2 separate regions of the Mus musculus genome follow, and region 2 is linked to region 1. Evidence: chromatin contacts called from public HiChIP or PLAC-seq data. All regions are on one chromosome and are shown on one strand. Each heading gives the region's core, a stretch centred on a gene start, on an enhancer-like site or on the middle of the called end of the contact. The rest is flanking DNA. Distances are from core to core; before and after follow the strand shown.

What was found. HiChIP or PLAC-seq counts read pairs in DNA pulled down with a chosen protein or histone mark.
Region 2: an H3K4me3 HiChIP or PLAC-seq map of bone marrow-derived macrophages shows a contact between it and region 1, with 4 times the contacts expected there. The contact joins two enhancer-like sites. A contact is called at or near these places in 1 of 39 promoter capture datasets (liver), 2 of 484 Hi-C or Micro-C datasets (bone marrow-derived macrophages and embryonic stem cells), 2 of 115 datasets of contacts at active chromatin or transcription factors (bone marrow-derived macrophages and microglia) and 2 of 9 other capture datasets (adipose tissue and liver).

The regions. Positions count from the first base shown.
Region 1 is chr2:160,174,240-160,177,820 of GRCm38.p6, reverse strand. No RefSeq gene overlaps it. Among named protein-coding and RNA genes, the nearest start is that of Gm34741, 6.4 kb to the right of the region's middle. Within about 2 kb of position 1,535, at least 4 of the 459 cell types and tissues checked have an H3K27ac peak or open chromatin away from gene starts, as enhancers often do. A contact at or near this core is called in bone marrow-derived macrophages, where this site is marked.
Region 2 is chr2:160,333,467-160,337,047 of GRCm38.p6, reverse strand. It overlaps Gm46773 and a transcript of Gm826 not described here. Among named protein-coding and RNA genes, the nearest start is that of Gm826, 7.8 kb to the right of the region's middle. Within about 2 kb of position 1,792, at least 34 of the 459 cell types and tissues checked have an H3K27ac peak or open chromatin away from gene starts, as enhancers often do. A contact at or near this core is called in bone marrow-derived macrophages, where this site is marked.

The DNA of each region.
Region 1 (3,581 bases), core at 286-2,785:
CAAAGCCTGGGCTATTCAGAGAGAGCCTGGCTCAGAATCAAAGGAAAAAGATGGGTGGGTGGGTTGATAGCTCAATGGAAAGGTGCTTGCTTGCCTAAGGCCCCGAGTTCAATCTCCAGTACTACCCCAAACAAACACCAAATGAAACAAAAAAAAGTTTAGGGATACTGAGTCCCACAGAACATTATAAAGAAACTGAGAAAATGCTGTGCTTAGGAGCGAGACCAATTCTTTCATAAATTTTCTAAACAAATATTTAAAACCCTAAAGATCTATTGATAAAGATGCTCAATGTAGGATTCATCAAAATTAGCAGTGAGGGCATCATAGACAAAGATCAGGGATCGCTGGTCAGGAAAATCCTGCCAGACTAGAAACCAAGTGGGTAACACAGCTTTGTAGTTTCAACCCATCCACTTGCATGATCCACCACACTGCCCAGACCTGCATATGTCTTACGGGCCAGCTCTCCCCATGGTCACTGTGCAGATGACAATATTGAGAAAGTCCTCATGTGCATGAGCTTATATAGATTGATCGCTTCCTTAGAAGACTTCCATCACAGCTGAAATGGTTCATCGGAAGAACTGTGGGTAGCAGGTGAAAGTCCTTATGGCAGAAGGCCTGGTCTTTAATCCCAGCACTCAGAAGATATCGACAGAGGGTCTTTGTGAGTTCAAGGCTACCTTGCTCTACTTAGTGGGATCCAGGCCAACCAAGGTTACATAGTGAAACCCTGTCCCCAAAACAAAATAAGGACAAAGAGATTTTGCATGCTTAACAATCCCATGGTTTAAACATGAAAGTGTTTCTAGATGGTGTAGGGTCTATTCTTATTTTTTCTCTTGTTTTCAAATTGTATCGAGCTGATCATTAATAACTGCCACCCCCTAAGTAGACAAAATCAATAACAAGACAAACAGTATTCCCCACTGCCCTCCCCACACACATATGAACCAAACACAGACTACCAGTCACCTGAGCTCAATTCTCAGCCAAAAGCAGTACAAAGAAGTCATAAAACCCAAACCAAGTGCCTCTTCTCACGCACCATCCTTCCAGGGAAACAGCCCTTTGATTCATTGCGGAACTACACACATATACCAGCAGATCTAAGTTCCCCTCAAATAAGCCAATATTGATTTTATTATCAGGGAATTATAACATGCATGTAGTTAAGATGTGAGCAGCTTTATTGTCTGCCCTTTGAGGAACAGGCTGGGGTCACACTCATTGACCACCCTGACCCTACTCAGCAGGCCAGGGAGCTTAGACCACTACTGGGAGGTGGGTCTTGGAGTCCCTGGTCTGTGATGTCACATTGGGGATGGCCCCCAATACTGTATTTCTCACTCTTCTCCTGGCTTCATCCAGATACCTCTACCTGCTTCCCGACTCCTTGGCTCTTGGGCAAACCACATTTAGGTTTTTTTTTTTTTTTAACTCTCTCCCTACCTCCTTCTTGCCCCACCCCCAACTTCTTTAGAATTTAGGCCAATGATTGCACAAAAAAACAGGGAACCATGGGGCCCAACACTCATATTGAGCAATAACAAAGAAGATTCATAAAATTAACTGGAAGCCACGTCCCAGGGCAGTTTCCTACTTATGGGACTCATGTGATTTTGGGATAAATCACTAATTTCTGTGCATGCGTGTGTGTGTGTGTGTGTGTGTGTGTGTGTGTGTGTGAATGGAAGCCAGGATATCGTATATGCTAGGAAATCCTTCAGCCACTGAGCTGATGTTTTTTCTTTGGAGCATGAGCATAGCACAGGTTCAAGATCATAAAGACTGGGTTGGAACCCCCACAACCATTCAAAAGCCAAGTGAGCTTACAGCGATGTTGTTTCATTCATTTGTCTGCACAATGGGTCTAATCTTCCTTTCTTCTGTGAATAGTAGTAAGGTCATTGCACCAATGCACTTTAAAGACACCAGGATGTTAAGAACATGCCAAGGACAGTTCAAGCCCAGGGACTGTCAGTTGATCAGTGAGATTGAAAAGATCCATGCCTTTACTTAATTATTTTACAAACAGGAAACGTACATAGTCTTCATCAAGTGCCGCCAAGTCTCCTGAGTTCTACCCACATGGTGAAAGAGATGTAACTACCGTCTCCAGTTTATAGTGAGGAAACTACAGGGAGTAGAGGTAACTTGTCCCAGGTCATCCAAATAGCAAGGCCAAGATTCTGGACTCAGGAAATACAGTTCTAGAGTCCACACTCCTCACCATTACACAGCAACATTTCTCTGCTTGTGAGGTTTCACACTGCAAAGAAGAAAGTGTGAGAGCTAAGATAGATTAGGCGTGACTCTAAGATCTGCCTCTTTATTGTGTGGTCTTGGGGTGGTTCATGAATCTCTGAGCCCTGATGTCTTTATCTATAACATGGGAATAAAATAACACCCGTGTCATGCTGTTCCACAGAGATTCAATTGAGGCTTGCTGCTGTCTTCAGGGATGTGGTGAATTTCACGGGGGATGTGAGTTAAAATTTGTACGCCAGGTTCTACTGAAGCCAAGCCCCAGCCACTTTGTTTTTGGTTCATTTCAGACTTCCTCAACTCCAGTTGTCTTTTTTTTTTTTTTTTTTTTTGAGTGACAGCCAGTAATGACACATCTTCCCAAGTGGGGAGAGCTCTGCACACACCCTTTCTGACACTGGGGTACTTGCCTTATGGATAGGGGTCTGCAGGTTCCTCTTCACACACCTGGGTTGATTCGAAGCTTCGTTTCTCAGTCCCAAGGCGTTAGTTCTCAGCCTCGCCTTTCCGTTGGGCTCCAAACGGCCAATGTGATCCCATACTTTTCTGCCTGTTTCCCAAACCTTGCCAGCTAATTTTAGGGTTGAAGGACAGCTCTGATGAGCCTCCTGCCCACGTGGGGTTAAAGTTACCAGTGGCCTCTGCTTCTGGTCAGACCCGCTGGGAACAGCAGCAATCACTTCCCGAAGCTTGGTGTGGGCAGGAGCTGGGCCAGGGCAGTGGGCAGCAGCTGGGCAGAACATTTCCAAGACGATGGGAGGCTCGCCACAGCCCACGTTTTTCACAGAAAAGGCATTGCCTCTAATTCAGCGTGGCCTGATGTTATCCTGTTTTCCATATTGTTTTGGCTCCAGAAAGACCCGATGTTTACTACTGCAAGAAAAACCCCAACCATAGTCTCTGCCTTACTAGAGGCCCCTTTAGAGGATAAATGCTGACGGATGATTTGGACAATAAGGGAGGCATCCAGCTGCAGTTCTTTACCCTCTGCTAAAGACATCACAAGCCACATATTGATTTTTGGAAAGAAAAGAACTAGGAAGAAGCATGGGCCAATTAAGAATAAAACTAATAGTTTATTACCCTCTGATCTCTCAAGCAAGCAGCAGTAGGAGCACATGCTGCCTCCCTTACCCCCGTAGAGACATAATAACCAGGCAACTATGTACATAACCTCCTATTAAAATCCAAGTCAGAACCATTTGCTCAGGTCTCTTTGCTGGATCCTGATGAGTGCTCTCTGCTTCTGCAAAAATTTCTTCCCTTTTCTGAATGGTTGTTAGGGGGGAAAAAGCTCCTTTCTCCTCTCT
Region 2 (3,581 bases), core at 543-3,042, 160 kb before region 1:
AGGCTATGGGGGGAGTGCTGCCTACTGGCTTGTTCCTCCTGGTGCATTCAGTTTGTTTTCTTATATATCCCAGGACCACCTGCCCAGGGGTAGCACTGCCCAAAATGGGCTGGTCCTCCCACATCAAAGTTCAATCAAGAAAATGCTCTACGACTCACTGTTAATCCTATAGAGGCAGAGTTTCTTAATTCAGATTTCTTCTTCCCAAATGACCCTACCTTGTGTCAAGTCAAAAGTGAAACTAACCATACAAGGTCTGTGAGTCAGAGATGGGGGCAAAATCGACCCTCAAAAGAATCTAAAGTAAGTCCTCAGAGTGCGTGGGAGTCAGCCGGTGGAAGGGGAGACAGGGATGGAGAGCAGAGAGACAGATGCTCAGGGGAAGTTAGTCCGGAGGAACGTGAAGACTCAGTGCATCCAAGTGTGGTGGAGTGGGGTGAAATTGTGAAGCTGAGGCTGACCATAGGAGCTACAGAGGACAATCTGTGCTTCACCTTAGCACCTTGGGCAGACACGGAAGACTCGAGGCTAGGGAAGTTTGTGAAAGATTTAGAAGCCAAGACGGCGTTTGCTGGGTTCAGCTGAGCATGCTCTAGAAGCTCCTTCTGGGCAGGAAGGAAGAGAGTGTGTTGGGCCAGTTCTCCTTCAAGGAACTTCTTCTTGCTACTGGTCTTCCCTCTTAGGAACCCATAAAGTCGGGCACTGTGGGTAATTATAGGCTTAAAGAGGCCCAGGGCTGGGAGTCTGAAGATATGTGGGGAGTGTGCTGTGGACAGGAGCCAGAGTGCTGGCCTAGCTGCAAGTGAGGGAATGGGACACCCAGACACCCAAGGTCCCCATAACGTGTCCCAGAGCAGGTCCATTTACAGGCATCTAAGGATGGAGCTCAATGTTGCCACAAGCCAGTCACCAATACTCTGGTCCTAGTTTTTTTTTCTCAGGGTTTGTTTCTGTGGTTGCTGAGGTAGGTTCTTGGTACAGTGGATGCTTTCTTTTGGAGTTCTTGGTCTCAGTGGGTTCTGCATGGTGAAGAAAGCTATGTTCTTCCAAGGCAGAAGTGCTTCCCAGGCATTTTGAATAGGCTGCCTGGGGTTTCCTTCTTGTCATGTCCTCTACCTTCTTCACTTAAACCCATTTGAGAAAGACAATCCATGTGGCTTGAAAACTTCATGAACAACGGAGACTAGAGCTGGAAAGATTTGTATTTGAATTCTCCTCTTCCCACCCTCTGTATCTCTCCTGGAAAAAGTTCCTTTTGCTCAGGAAGCCTCAGTTTTCTCATCTCTGCAATGGGATGACAACACCCATTGCAGGTTAGTTGGGAGCACCAGACTTAATGGATAGGTGTTAATACGTAACAGCCATGAAGTCAGTATTTTGACTATGCCATTCCTCCTTACCCTTGTTTTAAAGATGTACAAAGACATACAAAGCCTTCCCAGGGCTACTTCCCACACTCCGTTTATGGGATAGATGATCTTAAAGAAGATGGAAACAAGACCCAGACAGACGGAGGGTCTTGTGAAAGCCGCTCTGGCTAATTAAGCTCTGTTTGTAGTTCTTTGGCAAAGCACAATCATTTGTTAGCTCTAATTAAAAGAAACTATAAAAACAACATAGAACCCAACTGAATGTTTGGAAGACAGAGGGTGGGGGATCAACCCTGTCTCATGAGGTTGGCAGCCTAGCAGTGCAGCAAGGACCCAGCTCATCCATGCTGGTCTGGACCACAGTGCCACAGTGCCACAGTGCCCTGTTCCCCATTCCAGATGAACCATTATCCCGTTAATGGTTTCCTGTGATGTCATCAAACTGCCACTGAGTTTTGCTTTCATTTTCCCCCAGCTTAAGGTTCTGGTAGACACCTCTTTATGAACACAGAATATGTCTCCTTTTTTGTTTCATTTGCTTCAGATAAATTCACAGAAGCAGAGTTGGTGGGTCTTGGGGAAAGGAACACTTTTTGTGGTCCATGATACATATTTTCCAATTTACCTTCCATAAAGGCTCTTGTTTACTTTGCTTCTAGCAAAGCTTATCTGTCTAGAAATTTCCACACCACCTTACGAGCCTTGAGTATTACTGTTTGTTGTTTAGCTTGCTACGTAGGTTGTGATTTCTTTTTAATTTAACTCACTTTCCTTTTTGTTAGTTCAAATGTACACATATATCTGTGCATATGTATCTGTGTCACATGTGTTCCAGTGAGTTCACACTCCGATTGGAATAGTATCGGGTATTTTCTGGGTGGTATTGGTAAGGCAAGTCTTTTGTTACAATGTGCAAAAAGTACCATGGCTATGTGTCTGCAAAAGGCATGTGCACTGTCTGCCCTGCCAGACAGTAATAATTGTCGTCCTAAAGCAGGGCTGCCTCCAAAGCTGAAGTAAACAAATGATTTTACAGCACACAATGGGAGTCCAGACTGACCCTGGTGAATGAAGTTGCTAATACGGCTTCCTGGGATGGATGTCAGCCAAGGGCTTCCCCGGGCGGGCAGGCAACTTAACAGTAGGTCCTGGTGACAGCTGTAAATATGGGACAGATAAGCCAAAGGATGAGGCAGGGGCTGGGCCATGGTGTGTGGGTGTCTGCATTGGGATGTGGGTGTGGAGTGAAGCCTAGAGCAGCCACACACCTCAGGGAAGGGGGCTTGGCATGGCTCAGGCAAGAACACTGAGGGCATCTGAGGTGGGGATGTGTGTTGAGAATTTTTCAAACCCCAGCAGAGACCCAGAACACCTCTGGTGGATCTGACACAGTGTCCAAGTGTTGGGAACAGGCAGACCCAGGTTCCCAACTTGGCTTTGGCTGCTGAGATTAGTGGAAGCTGTCCTTGTGGGCTAAAGGTTAGCTGGGAGCCTGGGCATGTTCTGTTCTCTTTTGCTTTGACCTCACTGGCCTCTCCAGGCCGGAATCCTTGTGCCTTTAGTCTGCCCTGTGCGACTCCCTGCTTGTGCTCAGAAGGCCCCTTCGAAGGCCTTTCTGCCTCTTTCCTCTCAGGCTGACCTTGAGGTGAGCTTCTTGAAGGCTGCTCTGATTCCTGGTAACACAGCTCCTGGAACACGCGTGTATCTGTATTCTGGATAAGCAACAAGGAAAATCTGCTGGTGGCCTCTCTTCTTGTGACATTGAAGGTATCAAGGTATCTGTTATTAGAGAATACACCCCTTGCTTGGACTTAAAAAGGGGGCGCCACAGTACTTTCTCATGCTTGAAGTACTATGCTAACCTCTCCTCCTCCTCCTGGAAGCCTTTCTTGACCTCTCCAGCTGGCAAAGGATTGCTTCCTTTGCCTTCCTCCGTGCCACCTTTCTTACAGATCTTACAGCCCTCGCTTGGTTGGTGCTTGGTCTGTTCTCAGGGTAACTCCCTTCCCAGCTACCCAACTCTATGGCCACGTCCGCGTCTTTTTTACCGCACCCTCTTGTGGGATAACCTTACCCCTCGTGCTGGCCTCGGCACTTTGAGGACTCTCAAGGAACATTTGCTGAGCGAGTGAGTGATGAAATCTTGCCTCTGACATCCACAGAGGGCTCCCGATACGGGTTCTCTTGCTTGGCCCAACTTTCCCGTCAAGG